Linked DNA regions of Anas platyrhynchos: region 2 is linked to region 1. A link is a contact called in public Hi-C data. All regions are on one chromosome and are shown on one strand. Each heading gives the region's core, a stretch centred on a gene start, on an enhancer-like site or on the middle of the called end of the contact. The rest is flanking DNA. Distances are from core to core; before and after follow the strand shown.

Region 1 (4,801 bases), core at 1,180-3,679:
TCCGTTACTGGGTTTGCGTGTGCTTGTGCGAGCATGTCTGTATAAGGAGCCAAGTGGATAGTGTTACTTCGGAGAACAACATGCCTTGGTGCAGTTGCTGGCCATGAGAAATTGTAGTCCCAAAGACCATTTTTATCAGAAGGTTAGAAATGAATGCCTATCCACCATAGATAGTATGGTGCCCTGATGGTTGTATTCTTTGCATATGGGCATACAGTTTGCTGCTGTAACTTCTGGCTTGGGTACTGTATAACAACACCAGTGCCTTCTGTGTGAAGTTCTTAAGGTGGTCTGAGTTGGAAAGTGTTTGTTGGACTGTCGTAGCCCTAGAAGAAAGCTGGTAATTTGTATTTGGGTATTTTGGCAGGGGCACACGATGTGTCCCATGTTTGGCAGTAACCACTACCTGGCTTGAAAGCTGTCATTGCACCTTTAAATTGCCCTGTTCAGCTGGAACATTGCAACATGAGGTCTTTGTTTTTGTTTTGGGAGTTTTCACAATTCCTGATGTTTGGAGAACCTGTAATATATTTTTGTTTCCCTACGTGTTTGGAAAAAAAAAATTAAGAAACCATTGATGTTGCATGTTCAGTTGTGTATACCATGAAAGTGCTTCTCAGTATTTTCTGCTAGACTGACGTGTAATATAAACTACTTAAGTTGGTCTCACCTAATCACCTAATCCCTTTTCCTGGTAACTCTGGCGTAAACTAGAAAGTTTTCTAGGAAACAGTGTAGGACCCATTACTTCAAAAAAAAAAAAAAAAAAAAAAGTGTAATAGGCCAACAGGCAAAACTTTTTTTAAACCACAATTGGCTGCCTGTCTGGTGTTTTGTTATTCAAGGGGCACAAAAAGAAAATGTTTGTGCAGAACAATTAATGAACCACATGTGTGGATCTGATCAATCTCCATTTGCCAGAGTCCCAAAATGGATGAGAAGGCATGCTTGGTTGTGTGCCATTCCCATATGGCTGTGAACCAGAGCCGGTCTGGGACCTTCCTGCGAGGCAAACCTTGAGAGCATTCTGAGTAATGGCAGAGGTTATTGTGACATCCAGGCGCTGTGGGAACACTGGGGCCCTCTGTCCAAGCCTAATAAACATGTTAGAAGCCTTGGTGGGTCTGTGGGAAGTCCTGTGTATTGTACAAGTTCCTCCTCTACCAATATAAAAGGTGCTCTCACTAGAGTTACTTGAGTCTAGCATGTAACATGGTTAGTTGTTTAACAAGGAGGATATTTTGTGAGAAAAGCCATGACTCTCGGGAATGACGAAGTGAGTCTATTTTAGTGGTAGGTGGAGGATAGTGTCATAACAGTTGTGACATTACTGCCAAAGCTGTGTCCTTCTTCAGTTAACTTAAGTGTGTTTTGCTCTTGTGTAGGAGTACATAGTACTTTAAAGACCCGCTATACAAAACCAGACTAACTTAAGCCATTAATGTTCAACCAGAAAAGAATTAGAACACCCTCTGCTGGTGTGAATGGCTCTGTTTTCCTCTTCTCCACAAGGACTTGCATGGTGTATATCCTAGAAATAGTAAAAGATGATTCTCAAGTGTGATAACTTTTCTTGATTACGCTGAGATTATTCTGACCCATTTGTGTTTTTTTTTGCCTGCAGAAATTTGATAGTTTGAATAATACCACCACTAAAACAGACATGAAGATAAGGTGGTTATGCTTTTTCTTTACTTTTGGACACAGGAATCCATATTATTTCCTCAGTAGGAGTACGAAAAGTTGTTATTCATTGGGAAATTCTTTCTTCATGAAGCTGGAGGGTGTGTGTGCAAGTATGCTTTTGAAGAAAGTGGCCATGTCTTAAATATGTTGATAGTTGCATTTGCATGACACTGCCACATCCATTGGGTAAATCTGTGGTTTTGTAGAGTAACCATGCGTGCCTTGGGCCTTTCCTACTGGTTATCTCTGTGCATTCACTCAAGTTTTTAGAAAACTTCTGTGTCACTTGTCAGATGATGAGCAGTCAAGAGCAGAGAGGCTGGCTGTCTTTATTTCAGTTCCCCAGTACGTGCGCTCATGCCCTCAAACTCCTGGTAGGCCTGTCGCATGTTAATATCCTCTTTGCTCCTTCCTTCCCAGCTTGGGATGAGTGAGAAGGAAATAACAGGGTCAGATGAGGAGTGGACGCTTCTTAATTTCTCCTCATAAAGCATGTCTGATGCATGCCAAACAGTCCTCCTCGTGTTCTTGACCCTCCTCCTCTTACGTGCCTCGCCAAGCTCGCAACCTGTTGAGATGGGGGCTGCCCGGTCTCTGAAGAAACCCTTAGTTCACAGCAAGTACAGACAGGGATCCTGTGGCCCCGAAACGCTGAGCACCCTGAGCACCCCTCTACCTACCTGTGTCGCTGGGAGCAGCCTGAGCCAGGGCACGGCACCACAGTGCTCCCGGACTGCACAGCCGCGTGGGGAAGGGCACTGTGCTGGGGGTGGAGAGGGATGGCGATTGCTATGCAGGGAGCCTGCTCTGTATTAATAACAGCACCCTTCCCAGTAAATGGTTGCTTACATAATTTTGTTATGAAAGAACGCTGCCGGTTGAACTGTGTTCATCTCTGCTGCTTATGAAAGTGTCCCTTCAGCACGCCTGCAATACGCTGCCTGCTGCAAGAGAAGGGTTAAGAGCAGACAACATCCTGTCAAAGACCTTGTTTTTAATTTTGCCTCTCACACGGGCACAGATCCGGCTAAGAGCAGCCCAGATTAGTTCGGAAAACCTTTGAAGAGATTTAAGATGTCCTTCAGCCAGTTTGAAGGTTTTTGTCTTGCAAATCCAGTACAAGGGCGCCTGCAGGCATCTCGACCCTTGCTGTGCTGCTGATGCAGCTCAAGGTCACGCTAACCCGCCCTGTGACATTCAACAACAGCAAAAAAATTATGCGGTGAAACTGCTTCAGCATTCAGCCAACCAACAACTTCCTCAGCTCCTCACTAAAGGAAGAAGTGTGTATTTTTTTCTTTTTTCTTTTTTCTTTTTTTTTTTTTGGCTTCGTAGATTTTTGCTGCAGGAAATAATCCAGGATTTCTGGTGTGTGTGATGACAAGGTCATTTCTTAATTAGAACACATGTAAAGAACAAAGCTAAATGGCTTCAAAACAGCTTTGTAGTTGATGGAGAGGATTTAAATTATTTAAAGAGATAGTCACCCAAGTATGATGGAAACTGAATTCTAAACACATTAACTCTTTCAGTACGCTGCAGTTTCCATATGCTATTCAAAAGAAAATGTCAAACTTGATGAGCAATATTTCAACTGCTGTTAAATGAACATTTTTATGTCTATTTATAGTTGGGATTGTATTATGCATTTTCTTATCTGAGTTATGAAAGCCAGGTATTTATTTATTTACAGTGAAATATGCCGTGCTGGCTAGAGATCAAGAGATAGCCATAGGAAATTGCTTCCTAGACACGAGAGACTTAATTTCTACCATATTTTATATTTTAGTGAATTTATTAGCATAAATGTGTGTGTGCGAATTACAGTGCAAGCATGCACATATTGTTTCAGAAGTGCTACTGGAAGAAAATTGGACTACTATAAAGGTGAATTTGAGAGAAAGGAATTGAGCTTGAGAGGAGAGAACCGGCAATATAAATGGCAACTTCACTTAGTTTTAAAGTACTGTGAGCTGTCTGGAAAACCTAATTGTAGGAGGGATCTCGGAATGTGAGTTGTGTTCCCCAGGTTTGTCTGTGTGACTAAAAGTGCAGAGGCGTTGGTTCAACAGCCTGAGACGTGGTTTGGGGTGGCTGTGTGTGTGACCTGTCCACCCCTTTAAGCCTGTCCCCAACATTTCCTCCCCTGATTTGATTTTTGGCCTTCCTGTGCTGCGAAATCCCTGTTACCGACCAGGTGCCCACACCTCTGCGGTCACCTCACGTGTGCGGAACCCAGTGAGCCACCGGCCAGCTCGCCCGTGTAGCGCGGCTGCTCCTGCTGGCAGCACGTCCCCACAGCACCTGCTGTGCTGGCAGCTTTCGGAGGGGAAGCGCGACCTGCCCTGCTCTGCTGTGCCCTGCCCTGCCCTGCTCTGCTCTGCAGAACCTGGCTTTTGTCGCTAGCACACAGCACCAGCAGCAGAGGCACTGGGTAGGGTTCTGCTAGCCAACTTAGAAGACGGGCTGTGCGTGCGCTCAGAGATGCCACTGCATGGTGCATCGGGGAATTGAAACGTGGAGGAATAAGTCTTCCTTCTGCTGTCAGAAGTTAAGCACTGAAATCTCCCAGCCGAGTGTTTCATGTGTAAATGACATGGAATATACTGGGAACATACGACAATATCTCTTGTTCTTTCTGTTTATGGTTTCTAGGCTTTTTTTTTTTTTTTTTCCTGGGTGAATCTTGTTCAGCTGGAACAGGAGGTGCAGCAAATGTCAAATGTCAGGCTGAAATGGAGTATGCTTACAACAGACAGATTGTGCTGGCTTCCAGAACCTCCTTGTGAGAAAGGAGGAAACTGCATTTGCCAGGACAGGGAGGGGAGAGCAGGCACTGCAACTTGTTTCCCCTTTGGGCTGCTTTTCTTCGCTTCCTTGTGCTGTCTGTCTTCAGATGAGGCTTGTGAGGAGAAAACAGTGGAGGAAAACAGTTTCCACACAAGAAAAATGGATAGGACAAAACGGATCTGCTGTGCGAAATTTGTATGTTCTTGCCCTTGCCTGGGGTGTGCTGTGCCCTTAATATTATGGGAGACCTAAGCTCACCTGCTAGTAATTCCTAATTTACTGTCCTAATTCATCGATTTGTTATCACTAATTGTACTTCATTTAC
Region 2 (4,801 bases), core at 677-3,176, 40 kb before region 1:
TCTTGAGAGAAGCATTGTGTGCTGCAGTATTTTCTTCACTTGTACAGAAAATTTATTTCCTAACTTGTTTTGATTCTCATACTTTGGGTAACTGTAATGGGCAAAATTTGGTGTGATATGAATATTAAGGGTTGGAAATAATCTGCTAAATCAATATATAGCATTGTTTGATACAATCTCAGTTGATTGTATCATATAGAACTTGTTTCCTCAGCCAACTATATTTTATCTAACAAAACGCATTTTAACAAGTATTTCATGAAGATTTTTTCCATTGCCTGTTCAAGATTCCTCGTTTTGTAGGTCTCTCGTCTACACAATAAATTCCCTAAGGTTAAGAATGAAAGAGGTCTCTACTACAGACATTCTTGATTGAAATAGCAGCTAAACTGCTGCAGTAATGAGAATATTTCCTTTCTCCTAGACAATTCAAATAAAAAAAAAAAAAAAGAAAAATTAAAGATCATTTATTTACTATGAGAATGTGCTAATGATGCTACTATGGAAATGAAGAGCAAAACTCATTGTTTTACCGGAAGCACGATCGGGCTATGTTGTGAGACATTCCCTCAAAGAAAAAGAGACTGTCATGTATATATAATGTGACACGCAGCAGCTTTAGAAAATGCTGCTGCTTTTCTGGAAAAAAGTGGTTAAAAACACATGATGATGAAGTTAACCTAAATCTTTCATTGGCTTACAAAAAATAGGTCAAGTAGTGCATTACTCGCTCCGCTGTAAGCCTGTACACAATCCGTGCATTCCAAAGCAAAAGAGGTTTTGCTTCACATTCCTACATCTACTTTCAGTCATGATATCTGTAAGCTAAAGCACTTGGCTTTTCACAAGCACGACTCCCTTTTGCTTTCTTTAAAGTGGAAATTCATACATTCTTTAACGGTATTTTTATTTATTTATTTATTTTTTCCTGAAAAGATGTTTGAGTGTACCACTTGTAATTATTTTATGTTAGTTTTAGAACTAAAATACTGGCATATGTTGACACAGATACTATCGCACAGTTCATAGCCGATTCGTAAACAAATTTGCTTCTCCTTTTCCAGTCTTCAACTTCTAAGAGAAACAAAGTATCGTGATGTGTCTCCATGTCAAACAACACGCCAAGCGTCGAGGCTTGTTCTAAACACGGGCACTGCGGAGGCACATGGGTGATGTGGCTGGGGTCACGCACTTTTTTTGCAGTCTAGCCTCAGCAGCCAAGCCGGCTGCGTGTCTCGGGGCTCTCCCACCCCTCCTCGGCGGGCACGGAGCCCGGCGGCAGAGCAGCCCCGGTGCAGCCCCCCCAGCTGAGGCTGCCTCCAGGCCGCCGTGGCTGCCACCCACCAAGATGGAGGCCGCCTCTGCTCGGAGCCTCTGTCCCGTGCCGCCCGTTCCTTGGTTACTGACACGGGGCCACCAGCCCCGGCTCCCCAAATCCGCCCTTTTTTCTGGGGGGGGGGGTGCGGGCAGCTGCTGCCTCCCCCGTGGCACATCCCGGCCCCCAGCCGAGCCCCCCCCCCCCCGGCCGGAGCAGGAGAGGCCGCGCTCGGGGCGCCGCAGGCCGCGAGGGCAGGGCCGCGGGGGGGCGGCCGGGGGAGGCTCGGAGCCCGGCGGGGGGGGGGGGGGAGGCCGGGCCCGCTCCGCCCCCGGCTCGTCCGGGAGCCGCCGCCGCAGGTGCCGGGCGGGCCGCGGGAGGCTCCGAGCGAGGGGGGGGGGCGGGAGGTTGGGAAGAAGAAAGAAAAAAAAAAGAAAAAAAAAAAAAAAAGAAAAAACAAAGTTTCCAGCTGATGCTTTTGGGAGGAAAGGTGGAAAATGCCCGCGCTGAGCCGGCAAGAAGCGGTAACCGCGGGAAGCCCCTTCCCCGATACTCCCCGCTCCCACGGTGGCGGCCGGGGGCTGCGGGGCCGGGCAGGGCAGGGCCGGGCAGGGCAGGGCAGGGCGGGGGGGCAGCCTCCATCCCTGCCGGCCTCCCTCCGTGCCGGCCGCGGGCGGGGTGAGAGAAGGGTTAAGAAACTTGGCTGAAGAGATGAATGGCGCGGGAGGGGGGAGGAGGAGGAGGAGGAGCCGGGCTGCGCCGCGCCGGGCGAGGTGGAAGGCGGGGAGGATCGCGGCTGCGGGTTAGGCTTTGAAAGTCAGCCTCGCAGGCATTGCAGCAGGGCCCCGAACCGCGCAGGGGAGCGGCGCCGCGCCGGGCTCGGCTCGCCGCGTACGTGCGGGGGGTCGGGGGGCAGCGGGGCGGCGCGGCTCGGCTGGGCTCGGCTCGGCGCCGTCCCCGGCTCGGGGTCCCCGCGGAGCCGGGCTGGGCGCTGGGGGAGGCCGGGAGCCGCGGCCGTGCGGCGGAGGCGGGGGGGGGGAGGCCGGCGGGCAGCGCTCGGGAGGAGCCGCCGCGGGGCGGGAGGCGCTGCGTGTGCAAGGGGGGAGGGTGCTGGTGTCCGTCCGTCCGTCTGTCTGTCCGTCCGTCCGCGTGTCTGTCCGTGCAGCGCTGCCGGGCGGCGGCGGGGAGCGAACAATGCCGGGGTGAGCCCGGCGAGGGGTGGCCGCGGCGGGGACGGCTTCCGGGGGGGGACCCCCCCGTACGGGGCCAGCTGGAAGTTTGGGGGGCTTGGGGGCGGCGTGGGAGCGAGGGGGGGACCCCGGCTTTTACAGCCCGAGCGCTGGCTGGGGGGAGACCTCCGGGGTCGAGGCCAGGGTCGGCGAAGCTCCGCCCGGGGCAGCGCCGAGGCCGGCTGCTGCCTCCCTTTCTCCCTCCCTTTCTCCCTCCCTCCCTCTCGGTCCCAGCCCCACCTGCGGGCGCCCCCCGCCCCCTTTCCCCTGGCCGCCGGTCGGGGCGGCCGCGGGTGCCCCCGCAGATGCCGCCTCATCGCCGCCGCGCCGGCCCCGCGGGGACGTCGCTGTTTCCCTTCTAGACTAAAGGTTACTTTTCCTGGCGTGTTTTCCTGTCCCCGAAGCCCTTTAAAGGTGATTTCTGCCTCCCCCCCCCCCCCCCGCGCCGTCTCCCTGCGGAAGGTGCTGGAGGCGGCCGTGCTGTGCGAGTGCCGCTCGGTGATTAACTGGGAGCAGAGGGGAGCCCGAGGAGACGCGGGGGCAGAGCGTGGGCAAAACGAGGGGCAGCGCCGTGCCCCTGCTGCACCCGCTTTGTGCCTTGCTTGTCTTCTCGTGGATTCCGATCCACAGCGTTTTAACTGAAAGGAGACTCGAGCTGAAATGCCTGACGCGTGTTGAAAGTGTGGAGAAAACGGGGGAATGTCTGGCTTTGGCAGCGTGCTGGTGTTAGGAGAGCTGAAGTGGAAGTTGGCCCCTTTTGCATGGTCTTTCTGTAGTCTGGAGACCGTACCGCTCTGCGTTTCGTCTAGGGGGACCTGCCTGCGGTGCCTGGGAGCTCCTTGGCTGATCAGAATTTAACTGAGTCATGGCACGATAAATGTTTAGAGATGTTACAGAGCTTTACTTAAAAAAGCGTGCAGATCTAGCCTACAAAGAGCCATAGGGAGGAAAGGTGGAGTATCCCTGAGCGAGAGCTGGAAACCTTTAATAGTCCAACCTGAAGCGTTGCTTGTGGGCCTGGCTGAACACGCTAGAAAGTGACACATTAAGAAGCCGTATGACACAGGCTTTCTGAGCTGGGAGTATTTTGTGGTTTAAATCTGATCTAATGGCATCTGAGTAATTGTTGTTGTACGGGCGACCAGAGCGGACGTCTCGGAGAGCAAAAGTTCTCGTTCAGGGCTGTGCTTGGGCAGATCTGTGACTTCTGCTGTCTGGGGCATTTGTCTTCCCAAACTTGTGGTTGAGAAGGGCTCTCTTGTTATTTTATCAACGTTTGTATGGCCAGGGATAGTCTATGAGGCAAGACGGTCAGTTTTTTATGAGTTAAATGCATGTTAAATGCATTGTTTGTGTGTATGCAGGTATGTGTGTGTATATATATGTATGTGTGTGTATATACATGCACACATACACAGGTATACATTTTGTTGAGCAGGAAGGAAGAAGTAACAAGTAGTGACTGCATGTTTTAGGCTGGGGTGAAAATTGACCTCCTGTTTGACTGGCGTGCAGTTCTGAGTTATCTGATGAGGGAGGTCTGTCAGTGGCTTTAAGATTTTTCTATATTGTGTATGCACACAATGTAAGATGCTGTCAAATGCCAAATCATGCAGGGTGGATGTTTTTTAAATATCTAAACTTGACTGTTGTGTTGTGTTTCTTTTTCTCCCCTAGTAGTCTTGGGGTAAAAAATAATAATAATATATATATATATATATAAACAGATGAGAATATGTTCTTCCTCTTTTCTCTCTGCAATTGTTTCTTCTTCTAAAGTGATAGATAATGCTAAACAAAACTGGTGGGTAAAAATAACAAAAACTTATTATGATCATAGAGACTATGTTGATAAAGAAGCGAACAGATGTTTTTATATTGTAAGCTTAAAAAGCATGTGCTTTAAATGTTGGCTGTGTCACCTCCAGCATTTGATAGTCAGTTGTGTTTAGGATGACTGCTGTTATGTAAAAGACATCCAAGATGCATATATTTCTTAAACTGATTCGGTAAAGGTTATAGGACTCAAACACAGATTAACTTGATGATCATATGTGCTGGTAGTTTTTATTTAACATGGGATTAGTTTAAAATAATTGACCAAGGCTTGCTTTAAAGCTTTATTTTGACTTTTCAGAGAGAACTTTTTTTTTTCCTCCTGTATTTGAACACTGACATAAGGTTTCTGTAATGCCACCTGTATTATTGTTAGCACTGAGTGCACTGTTAATTTTACCAGTGACAGTGCAGCACATTG

The links. Hi-C and Micro-C count contacts between places; a contact is called where the count stands out from the background.
Region 2: a contact with region 1 is called in a Hi-C map of small yellow follicle, with 3 times the contacts expected there. The contact joins the promoter of NRIP1 here to the enhancer-like site in region 1. A contact is called at or near these places in 3 of 8 Hi-C or Micro-C datasets (liver, small yellow follicle and subcutaneous adipose tissue).

What each region holds. Positions count from the first base shown.
Region 1 is chr1:103,483,294-103,488,094 of IASCAAS_PekinDuck_T2T, reverse strand. All of the region lies in intron 2 of NRIP1 (nuclear receptor interacting protein 1), which reads left to right. Among named protein-coding and RNA genes, the nearest start is that of NRIP1, 40 kb to the left of the region's middle. Within about 2 kb of position 2,429, at least 6 of the 8 cell types and tissues checked have an H3K27ac peak or open chromatin away from gene starts, as enhancers often do. A contact at or near this core is called in small yellow follicle and subcutaneous adipose tissue, where this site is marked.
Region 2 is chr1:103,523,007-103,527,807 of IASCAAS_PekinDuck_T2T, reverse strand. It overlaps NRIP1 (nuclear receptor interacting protein 1), which reads left to right and starts at 1,926. Exons shown (of 5, transcript XR_005269054.2): 1 at 1,926-2,206.